Linked DNA regions of Mus musculus: region 2 is linked to region 1. Evidence: chromatin contacts called from public promoter capture Hi-C data. All regions are on one chromosome and are shown on one strand. Each heading gives the region's core, a stretch centred on a gene start, on an enhancer-like site or on the middle of the called end of the contact. The rest is flanking DNA. Distances are from core to core; before and after follow the strand shown.

Region 1 (5,913 bases), core at 1,389-3,888:
ATAGATCTTGAGATTTCCATGTGCCATAACCACTCACACCAATTCTTAAAGCTCCTCTCTCCCCTCTTTCTTTATATGTATGTATGCATGCATGATATGTACCTGTAGGCTAAACTCACTGAGAGAACTCAGACTCTGTCATGAATTGGAAAATAGGTGAGTCCTGTTGAAGAAGCCAAAGAACTACCTCTCCTGTCAGAAAGGGAAAATTGCTCTTAACCACGGAGCCATCTTGACAGCCTCCATGGACAAGTTTTGCAAAGCGTGAAAGGAGTTACAATGTGGGAGCAAAGTAAATGAGAGAGGGCAGAGGTGTTTCAGATTTGTGCAGTCTTACTGAATGTGTGAGATTTCAGGGGTTTTCACCTTTGGTTTAGTTTTTTTAGCTATGGTACTGTTGTCTGAACCACAGTGTTATATATAACCATAGATTAATAATGATTAATTATTATCACAGGGATCCTAACTGGGCATGCGAGCCATCTTAATTCACTGAGCCATCACAGTGTGGTGGCAGCACACGCTTTTAATCCCAGCATTGAGAAGCAGAGGCAGGCAGATCTCAATGAGTTTCGAAGCCAGACTGATCTACAGAGTGAATTCCAGCACAGCCAGGGCTACACAGAGAAACCCTATCTCAAAAAAAGCAAACAAAGAAAAAAATTACATAGAACATTAGTCATGAGATTTTGAAATTTCCTGGCAGTTAAAAATGTTTGTAACTACCTATTTTGTGAAACTGTAGAGTTAAGAGCTGTTAGCAGTAAAACAACGTCAATGTGATTATTTGTTTTAAACGAAAGCACATCTCCGGGAATAGTCCCACGGATGTATATGACAGCACCCCCTTTAAATTGAGAAATAGCTTTAGTTTCACAATAGTAGAAGTGCTTCTCACAAAATAGAGGCATAGCACACTAGTTTTATAATGGTTTGAGGGTTTTATACTTCTGGTAAAAAATTATTATTTTTGAGGCTCACAAGGCTATAATCACCAACATAGTCTAAATAAAGCTTTAACAATTAGTTCTTGGAATGAATTTATGAAATTCCTAGGCAAATGGATGGACCTGGAGGGCATCATCCTGAGTGAGGTAACCCAATCACAAAAGAACTCACATGATATGTACTCACTGATAAGTGGATATTAGCCCAGAAACTTAGAATACCCAAGATACAAGATACAATTTGCAAAACACATGAAACTCAAGAAGAACGAAGACGAAAGTGTGGACACTTTGCTCTTTCTTAGAATTGGGACCAAAACACCCATGGAAGGAGTTACAGAGACAAAGTTTGGAGCTGAGACGAAAGGATGGACCATCTAGAGACTGCCATACCCGGGGATCCATCCCATAATCAGCCTCCAAACGCAGACACCATTGCATACACTAGGAAGATGTTGCTGAAAGGACCCTGATATAGCTGTCTCTTGCGAGGCTATGCCCCGGCCTAGCAAACACAGAAGTGGAGGCTCACAGTCAGCTATTGGATGGATCACAGGGCTCCCAATGGAGGAGCTAGAGAAAGTACCCAAGGAGCTAAAGGGATCTGCAACCCTATAGGTGGAACAATATGAACTAACCAGGAGCCCCCCACCCCCCACCCCTCAGCTGGTCTCTAGCTGCATATGTAGCAGAAGATGACCTAGTCGGCCATCACTGGAAAGAGAAAGAGTCTTGCAAACTTTATATGCCTCTGTACAGGGGAACACCAGGGCCAAGAAGTGGGAGTGGGGGGAGGGAGGGTTTGGGGGACTTATGGGGTAGCATTGGAAATGTAAATGAAGAAAATAAGTAATGAAAAAAAAAACAATGGTAATCTGCATTTTTAAATTCTCTTTTAATGAGTGTCTTGTGTTTTTCCGGCCTGTCTGACTTATCAGCTGCTTTCACAACACTAACACCTAGCTGCCAGTTCAGCCTAAGGGACGGAAAGATGGGCCTTTCTTCGGAAAGTTTATCTTCCCTCTTCTTATGTGTTTAGTCAAGGCTTAAAAGCTACCCCTCCCCCCCAAGTCCTTGAGTTAGAAGTATCTGAGAAATACAAAGCCTGGCCACTCCACTCATCCATTGGGCCATCAGTGCTGGCAGAGACACCCCGTACTCAACAGGAGGCTGCCACGGTCACATGGAGGCACGAGCTCTGCCAGCCAAGTGTCCAGGTAAGAGTTTTACCCAAGCCATCTCACGTACAGGGAGGCAGCTAGTGACCTCACGACCGGAGGGACTTGGCAAGCCCTCAGTGCCAAGCTCCCCTCCGCAGCCGCTTCGTGCAGAGGTGGGTAGGAGGGGGAGAGCCCATCAAAGCAGAATCCGGATTGAACTTGCCCTCAGGCAGCAGAGAGGCGGGCGGATCCAAGGGAGAGAGCCCCGCGTGGGGAGGAGTGGCCGAAGAGCCAAGAGGAAGCGTCCTGCCCACCCCACTGAGGGAGGCAAGGCCCTCGGGGCTCGCGCAGGAGGCACTGCGACCTCGTGCCAGCACGGCCGTCGGAGCCCAGGCTCTGCGCGCGGCCGGAGGCAGGAGCCGGCCACGCGCACCGGTGGAGGGGGGCGGGCCCGAGGGAAGCCCCGCCCCCAGGGCGCGCGGATTGGTTCTTCGCGGCGCCGGGCCTCTCCTAGTCATCGCCCCTCCCTTCTTCCGGGCCTCGAGCCCCCCGTGGGCCGCGTCGGGACTGCGTTCGCCCTGTCGGCCGCGCGCTCCGCCGCCCGCCAGTCTGGTCGGCGCGCGCTCAGCGGCGGCGGCGGCGGCCCGACGACGCAGCAGCGGCGCTCGCGCTCGGCTCCCCGGCCACGGGACGCGGTCGCACCCGGCGAGGGTGCAGCCCCCGGAGCGGCGGCGGCGGCGGTGAGGAGAGCCCGCCGGGGGTCGGAGTCGGGGACGCGGTGGCAGTGAGGAGGGCAGGCCTGGCATAAGGGGACGCGGCGGGGACCCCCGGGCATCGCGGCGGAGGGAGGTTGGGACGCGCCCGCCGCCACGTCGAAAGCGGAGCGGCCGAGGGATGCGCGGCGCGGAGGGGAGCGGCGGCGGGTCCTCGGTGGGGTTGGGACGCCTCCTCCGGCGCGTGCCACGTCGCCTGCCGCCCCCGGGGAGGCGACAGCGGGCGGGCAGGGGCAAGCCGGTTTGTTTGCACAGGTTAGACGCGGCGCGCAGGCCGTCCACTCGGAGCGCGTGGGGGGCTCTCTCCACCCGCGCCGGGCTGGGAGGGGAGCCCGATCCGGCTGCATCTGGATCCCGCTGGCCAAAGCCGCCCGGGGCGGTCAGGGCCTCTCGGCGCGACCACGCTTGCCGTCCCCTCCACCTCGGCAGCGTCCACCTGGAGAAGTTGTGGTTTCTAGAAACTGCGAGTGGCTTTTTCGTTACTGGGGAGGGGTTGGGGGGGGTGGGGGGTGGGGAGACTGCAAAGTTAGAAACTCCTAGAAGGCCGAGCTCGTGGAACAAAGTAGAACTTGAGGAGCAGCCGCCGCGGTGACGACGTCCTGGGGTGACGTCACCAAGCGGTGTTTAAAATGGGAGCTTTGGGGGACAGTGTGGGTGGCACTAGGCGCCTAAGGTCTAATCCCCCACCCCCGGTCCCCGGTGGTATTCACACCCCCCACACACCCTCCCCCGAGGTTTAGACCTTTCTCTGTGCCTTTGGTACTTCTGGAACACTGATAAGAGGGGGTTAATTCTTAAGCTATTCCATTCCTTCAAACAGAAAAATAAATAAGTCCGTATGACTCATCTTCTGTTACAAACCAAAAAGCAACCGCTAAGTGGTTCTTTCCTTCCTTAATTTTATTTTATTTATTTATTTTTTTTAATATGAAGTTGAGGAAACAAAAAGCAAATCCCCCAAACTGTTAGGTAGCACGTACTGGCCCAGTTGGTGAATGAGAGGGGTCTAGGAATCATTACATTTCTCTAGTGTGAGTCTTCTATCTTGTTTGGAGTGGAGCGTATGCGGCTCCATCTGCGACATCCTCGCCCAAGTTGTGTATTCAGTTTCAGTGGGTTTTGCTGGTCCATCACAAGGTGCTATACATGAAGTATAAAGGAAGCTTCGGAGAGCGGAAGAGGCCTCACACTGCAGGAGGAGGGAGGTGGCACAGCAGTTGTAGTAGACTGAAGTTCTATGTGCCCACCACTGGTGTGTGAGGATTCTATCTACCGGCTGACCATAGCAGTAGAGGGTGTATTAGGCATTCTAAGCATCCAAGAGGAACGTTTGGGTGTTTTCCGTCTAGGATCCGAGTGAGTAGGGCTGCCAGGACAAATCTCAGATACTATATAGAATTTCCTTCACTCTGAGGACCCTCGTTTGCATTTGCACGCAGAGTAAAAATCACATTAGACAAGAAACTTAAGAGAGCAGTTTTAGTAAATCTTTAAAAACCGGTGTTTCTTTTTTCTCTTTCATCTTTTTTTTTTTTTTTTTAATTTATAAGACCAGACTGCCAGACTGTTGTTAAGCTAGTTCACTGTATAGTCAATACATTAGGGCCCGACATTGGCGCCCAGAAAGATGACGTTACTTAGTAAATGTTGGATCAGAATATCTCCAAGTTCCATTCAGCCAAGTGAATGAGCTCATCTCAAAGCATACATATATACACACACACACATATTCAAAAGAACGCCTGATCAGCCTTTCTGGATTAATCAATGATCAATCAGATTTTCTATTTTTAAGAGTCCTTTGATGCAGCTCCAGAATGTAACTGATTATTTCATTTAATTTTTCTGTGAGTGATCCTGAATTGATGCTCTGCTTAATGCACTTTAATGCTCACTATTTCTTGTTTTAGCTCTTTAGGAAAATATACCTATACCTGAAAGAATATGTATAAAAAGCTTCAATGCTGAAAAACTTTCAATGTGTAACAATTTTATTCAAGAGTAATAGTTTTATCTCAGCAGAAAAAGAACCTTGGACTCCCTAGACTCTTGTCTCCTGCTCCTCTGCTCCTCCTGCCTGTAGGCCACCCAGTCTATTTTCTGCCTGTATAGACTCCCCTGCTCTGGACAGTTGTATATATGGCGGAAATTTTAGTGTGGTATTGTTTGTTACCTCTGCTTGCTGTGTTATAGCACGTGTTAGTGCTTCGTTTATTGTAATTACCAGTTCTGTTGTACGTGTAAGCCATACTTTATGTGTCCAGTCAGCATTTGGGGGATATTTGGAGTATTTCTACTTTGTCATGAATAATGTTGACAAGGACCTACCTTCCTTCCTTCCTTCCTTCCTTCCTTCCTTCCTTCCTTCCCTCCTTCCCTCCTTCCCTCCTTCCCTCCTTCCCTCCCTCCCTCTTTCTTTCTTTCTTGAACATATATTTTAGAATTCCTGGGCTCATAGCTGATAGAATTACTGGAAATGTCATTGCTGTTTAACCTTTTTTTTGGGGGGGGGGACGACTCCAAAACGGAGCTACGGTACCTGATTTATTTTTTACTTTATATGCGTATGAGTGCTTTGCCTGCATGGATGTACGGCTACCACGTGTGTGCCTGGTGCCCTCAAAGGCAGAAGGGAGCCCTCTGAAACTAGAGTTGCAGGTGCTTCTTAACTGTCGAGTGCTTTGGGGGAAGTAAACCCGACTCCTCTGCAGGAGGAGGACATGGAGCCTGCTCTTCAGCCCCTAGTGCTGGACTCTTCTCTTTTAAATTTCAGGTCCTTTCCCAGAACTTTACATTTTACTTAGAATTTGATTCATGTAGTGTAATATTTACTAATATTCTTTGATATTGGTTTCTGAATTTATTTCAGTTGTCAGAAGCAATATGCTGTGTTCTTCACTGAACTACTTAAAACCAAGTAGTAAGAACCCCAGGAGTATTTCCTAATAGGTCCCTGAGGACTACAAACCATTAGTAATGATTACTGGCAAGAAAAGACCAGGCAAATTGAAAGGGAACGCTGTATAGGGGCAT
Region 2 (5,913 bases), core at 1,876-4,375, 260 kb before region 1:
CCCAAAGGAAGACACATCAACCTTTTATAAACAGAGACACCCCTTTATGTAAAGATAATTTATATTCTGTGGACAGAAATATATTTCCTTTTCTTTTATTTAATTTTTTTTCCTTTCACAACAATAGGAAGCAAACCATATAGGGAGTGAGTAGCCATTTGCTTAGTGGCATTTACTTATTACTAGGCTGCTATTCATTCTTTCTAAATAACACCAAAGGTTGGTTGAGAAACTCATGGATTTTGGTTCTCTTCTATGTGGCCCATCATACTTAAAGTGAGTGACCAAGTTGCACTGGGCACGAGAGCTGTTTATCTGCAAACTGACACAGACACATTCGTGTTCACCCACTCTCCACCTGAGCAGTCAGAGAGTCAACGTGTATGAAGAGATCTCTTCGAGGGCTAAAGATGGAATAGAGACTGAGGGAATGGCCAACCAATGACAGCCCCAACTTGAGACCCATTCCATGGGAGAGAGCCCACCCCTGACACCATTAATGATACAGACAGGAAGCTACATAACTGTCTCCTGAGGGGCTTCATCCACCAGAGTATAGGGGCAGATACAGAGACCCACAATCAAACATCAGGCGGAACCCAGGGAGTCTTGTGGAAAGTGGAGGATATAAATGAGCGAGTCGGAGGGATCAAGGCCACCAGAAGAAAACCCACAGAGTTAACCAACCTGGGACCGTGGGCGTTCACAGAGCCTGGGCCAACAAGCAGGGAGCATGCAGGAGCTGGACCTTACACATCTGTAGCACACGTACAGCTTGGTCTTCATATGAGTCCCTAAGTAAAGCGGAGGCTGTCGACTCGGTCTCTGTTCCCTGCCATTGGGTCCCCTTACCCTTACCTGGACTGCCTGTTTAGGTCTCAGTGGGAGGGGATGTGCCTAGTCCTACTAGGACTAGATGCCCCAGGGTGGGGTGGTACCTAAGGGGGCTTTCTGTTCTCTGGGGAGAAGGGGAGGGGGCAAGGGGGAATGATTTGTACGTGAGAGACTGGAGAGGAAGGAGAGGCTATGATTGGATGCAAAGTGAATGTAAAAAATAACTTTAAAAAGAGAAAGATCTCTGCAAGCCCTAGACAAAGGTTCTAGACTTTTTTTTTATGGAGGCCTTTTTAAATTTTTTTTCTTTTTCTTTTATTATTAGGTATTTATTTCATTTACATTTCCAATGCTATCCCAAAAGTCCCCCACACCCTCCCACACCCACTCCCCCACCCACCCTCTCGCACCTCTTGGCCCTGGCGTTCCCCTGTACTGAGGCATATAAGGTCTGCACGACCAATGGGCCTCTCTTTCCACTGATGGTCGACCAGGTCATCTTCTGATACACATGCAGCTAGAGACAGGAACTAGGGCAGTTGGAAGTCCAAGTCCCGTTTATAGAGACAGCTTTGGAATGCGTACTGAATCTCTGTACTGCAGTGGCCACTAGAGGGCGCATCAAACGACAGTCTCAGAGAGACCCTGCCAGCCTTTTCCTTTTGCCCAGCAAAACAGGTGCCTTTTCCTCTTGGTTTGTTTGCCCTGATTACATATTAATGCACTCTCTGAAGCACCCTTTTTCACACTTTGTGCTTCAGATAATTCTTTTCATATTTCACACTCCAAGACTGTCTTAATCCTGAGTTCCAATTGTTTTAGTTAATTGAGACCACAGGAGTAAAAGAATGATCATTGGCTGGTGTCTTTCTCTTCTCATGAACCTGAATTTTTAACCGTGTGTGTGTGTGTGTGTGTGTGTGTGTGTGTGTGTGTGTGTGTATGTGTGAGAGAGAGAGAGAGAGAGAGAGAGAGAGAGAGAGAGAGGGAGATGTATATTCATGCATGAATATATGTGTGTATAAATATGTATTGAGTATGAATGTGTGCATATGTGTATGTGAAAATGTGAATATACATGTAGATACATGTATATATGTGAAAGTGTGTGCCTGTGTAAGAATATGAGTCTGTGTATGAATGTATGTATATTTGTAAATACATATTTGAATTAGCATATTCTGAGCATCTATGTGGATAAATGGATGGATGTGTGTGTGAATGTGTAAACGTAGGTATGCAGGTATAGGTGTATACACGCACATGACATAGCAATGATGTAGAAATTGGAGAACAACTTCGGGTGCTGGTTCTTCCGTCCTCCCACCTTGTTTGAGGCACGGTCTCTTGCTCTGTGCAGCCCAGACGGGCCAGCTTGACCAAGAACACAGTAGGGTGATTATGAGTGTTTCAAGCTGGATGTGGTGGAATACACACAGTAAAGGCAGGAGACACTATATTAGCTCTCTGGAATCATTGGCTCCCTAGACAAACAAGCTTTATAGAACTTTCTGCTTTGTGCTTGCTGAAAAGTTATCTTCCAAACCAGTCACAGACCAAGGCAATACAGCTCAGACTCGTCACGTGTGTGCAGTCGCCATTACAATTGAGAACTTCTCCCTTCCCCTGTGGTCAACTCGCGTCAAGTTCATAACTCTACAGCAGGCATGGAAAAGAAGATTTGCTTCCTTTCTCTTCCTTGTTTTCCTCTCTATTTCTTCTCCACGGGTCAAGCCTAGGAAAGAGAATTTGGCAGGAAAAGGCATAGCTCTTTTTAGGTGGCACAAGTATGACCTTGTATCACAGTCCTCTGTTGGGCTACGCCATATTGTTCTCTAAAGGACACCTTCCCATTGGGCTGTGCCAACAGCGTTTCCCACTGGGATGCATCAACTGCCTTTCCCACTGGGCTGTGCCAACTGTGTTTCCCACCGGGATGCACCAACCACCTGCCATGCAGCTGGCCACTACTCCTCTCCTCTCACTCCTTCACAATTGCCTTCACCACGCGGCTCTCTCTGGAGTAGGGTTTGGGTCTGTTCTCAATGTTCAGAAAGCTTTAACGAGCACCACACAACCACTCCTCTATCTACACCTCAGCACTTTGCTTCCTAGCCGACACTTCGGCTCCTAAGGGAAGACCCACCTCCAGCCATCACCTATCACCGCTAGCTTCCTCAGGCACAAGCTAACTGTGATTCTGGTCTTCCTTGAAGAAGACCCAAGCACACCTAGGGACCAAACCAGTAAGCAACATTCCTCCGTGGTCACTGCCTCCTCTGCCGCCTCCAGTTTCCTGCTTTGGCTTCCTTTGATGACAGACAGAAACCTGTAAGCCACAAATGACCTTTCCCTCCGTAAGTTGCTTTGGGCCATGGTGTTTATCACAGCGACAGGGAAACAATCCAGGAGGAAGACTTTTGTTAAAACTCAAAAGCAAGGGAACTCATCATATGTCCTTACGTGGCTGTGAGAAACCTACTTTACTCTTTGAAATTCTATTTTGAAAGTCCATAAAATGAGGCCCCTTCCCAGCACCTACTGCACTAGGCTTTGGTACAAACTAAGTGTTATGAAGCAGAATTGGGCAGCCAGAGAAGCAAAAGTAAGACCACATTACCTCTCCATGGGAACCCACTATGGCTCTAGTAAAAGAACAGCCTCAAAGCTCAGGAACGGGAAAAGTCACTTTCCTTTCCTCATTCCTAACACAGAGCTTACAAGTCCTGTGATGGCTTGAGTGAGAAAGGCTCATCATATATTTCAGGCTTGGTCCCCAGCTGATGGACTTTTTGAGAAGGATTAGGAGGTGTGTCCTTCTTACAGGAGGTGAGCTGCTGGGGGTGGACTTTAAGGTTTCAAAAGCTCTCTCTCTCTCTCTCTCTCTCTCTCTCTCTCTCTCTCTCTCTCTCCCTCCCTCCCTCCCTCCCTCCCTCCCTCCCTCCCTCTCTCCCTCCCACCCTCTCTCTTCTCCTGCCAGCTTCCTTTAATAAAAGTTACCTCGGTCGTAGTATCTCTGCATGCCAATAGAACCATAACTACTTGATGTATTGCTTTCTGATTTCTCAAAATAACAACAGTATTAACTTACCACATAAATATAGTCTTAACATACCACACTAGCAACCTGCTGTTAGAAGCATGCATAATTGTAAAGTACCTTGATTAATAATCCTAACAGTCTTCTCACCCGAGTTAGTATGAGTGAGTTTCAGGTTGGACCATCCTGAGCGTCTCTTCTGATTCCATGCCTCATGTGACTCATGTGACTCGTGTGACTCATGTGCTGCTTGCTTTGAAGCCATTGGAGCCCCAGCAAGTAATTCCAGGCTGTGCAGCAGTCTAGTCCCCCTGCCACCACATTGAAAGTCACAGAGCAAATTCCCTGTGGAATGCTCTTTCTCCAACAGGGGATATGAGACATCAGTGAGGTAGCCTGTAACTTGCCCTCAAACCCTCTATCCAATGGGGTTATCCTAAGGCATGAACTCTCTTTAGGGCCACATGGCAGTGACCCACAAACAGAGCATGTTGAACTGCCTTCTGTCCTTCCCTGTCTCTCTTCGCCTTTCATCTACTGTGCCAGCACCAGCCTGTATATCCTAATTAAGAATGATCATTTAAATCTTATATAAGACTCTTTGTTACGAAATGTGAATGAAAAATAAAAACACGTCATAATTCATATTTCCTTTTATTCTAAACTGAATTCAGATAATCAACTTACTTTTTTAAAAAATATATAAACTCTGAGTTTGTTCTGTGATAATTTTGTATAGTAAAAGTCTATCATGCACTATGATGAATTAAGACACTTATAACCTACTCAGAGTACCACCCTAGCCCAAAAATACCGTTCCTTGCCCAGGCTTGCACTACAGATTCTCAACTGGTCTTCCTGATTCCACCCTTTGCCTCGTCAGCACATTCTCCTCATTGCTGTCAGCATGACCGCAGCAGTTGGGACATGCTAACTACCGTAAACAACCCCTTGTTCCAATGCTTCACACAGCACACATATTATTTAGACAAGCCACACAGTTAGTTCAGTGAAAGACAAAGGTCACTTGGAAGCTTGGTTCAACTGCTTTTGATCTAGTGATTTCTCTACTCTGTGAAATTTGTAGTCACAGCCCAGTCCTCTCTGACCATCACCAGCAAGAGCCTGTCATGGAAGGCTGTACACAAGAGGTTTAGGCATCTGGCCACAAAAGGACATGCATCACCTCGGCCCAGTGCTCCACTTGATGTTTTGCTTCTTGTGTCAGCTTTATGGTGATTTTGGATAAGACTAACATTTAAATTGGTGGCGTTTGGATAAAGTTAATCACCCTCCATAATGAAGGTCAGCTTCTGCCAGATAACCGAAGGCCTTAATAGACTAAAAAGACCAATTGTCTCAAGTAAGATGGAATTCTTCCGAGGATGGTCTTCAGATAACATCTGTATCAGCTTTCTTGTTCTCCAATGACCCAGCTCACATAGAAGATTTAAGACTCATAGTATTTCACAACTATATGGACAAATTCACACACACACACACACACACACACACACACACACACACACACATAGCCACATGACTAATATGCCCCCACTGACTAGAAGTTAGTCATATTAGACATAGCTCCAGGGGAGCTTTGAAACACAAGCCATTCAGACGCATGAAGAGTGACACGCAGTGACACTTAAAGCAGAGCTGACTGCACAGTTTTCCTGTGATGAATCCACCACAGTGTGTTGTCTGATGAATTCTCCTTATGGAACGCACGACCAGCTTCAAGTCTCCTAATACACTAAGCATCTCCTTTTCCCCTCCGTTTTACAGATCCATGCCCCATCACAGTTGGCGGTGACCCTTTTAGCTTTAACAAAAAATCTCTGCTACTTCAGAGACACCACTGAGAGTTAAGACTCCCTCTATATCCACACTGTATTAGTTGCTTTTTCATTGCTGGAGGAAAGATATAAGAGATAAATCCCATCATGGTGAGAAAGACATTATCGGGAAGCACAGACCAAGAAGCTGAAGCCAGCTTGTTCACATTGCACCCAATCAGGAAGCAGAGAGTGGAGGAG

Evidence for each region. Promoter capture Hi-C pulls out the DNA fragments that hold promoters and counts their contacts.
Region 2: a contact with region 1 is called in a promoter capture Hi-C map of trophoblast stem cells, with 4 times the contacts expected there. The contact joins the enhancer-like site here to the promoter of Btg3 in region 1. A contact is called at or near these places in 13 of 39 promoter capture datasets (the 3T3-L1 cell line, 3T3-L1-derived adipocytes, the C10 cell line and 8 more), 16 of 484 Hi-C or Micro-C datasets (B cells, the Ba/F3 cell line, the MNK3 cell line and 11 more), 9 of 115 datasets of contacts at active chromatin or transcription factors (craniofacial prominence, effector CD8 T cells, embryonic stem cells and 5 more) and 2 of 9 other capture datasets (adipose tissue and liver).

Annotation. Positions count from the first base shown.
Region 1 is chr16:78,373,535-78,379,447 of GRCm38.p6, reverse strand. Btg3 (BTG anti-proliferation factor 3) reads left to right here and starts at 2,638. Exons shown (of 5, transcript NM_009770.3): 1 at 2,638-2,847.
Region 2 is chr16:78,630,968-78,636,880 of GRCm38.p6, reverse strand. No RefSeq gene overlaps it. Among named protein-coding and RNA genes, the nearest start is that of Gm24861, 9.2 kb to the right of the region's middle. Within about 2 kb of position 3,125, at least 10 of the 459 cell types and tissues checked have an H3K27ac peak or open chromatin away from gene starts, as enhancers often do. A contact at or near this core is called in trophoblast stem cells, where this site is marked.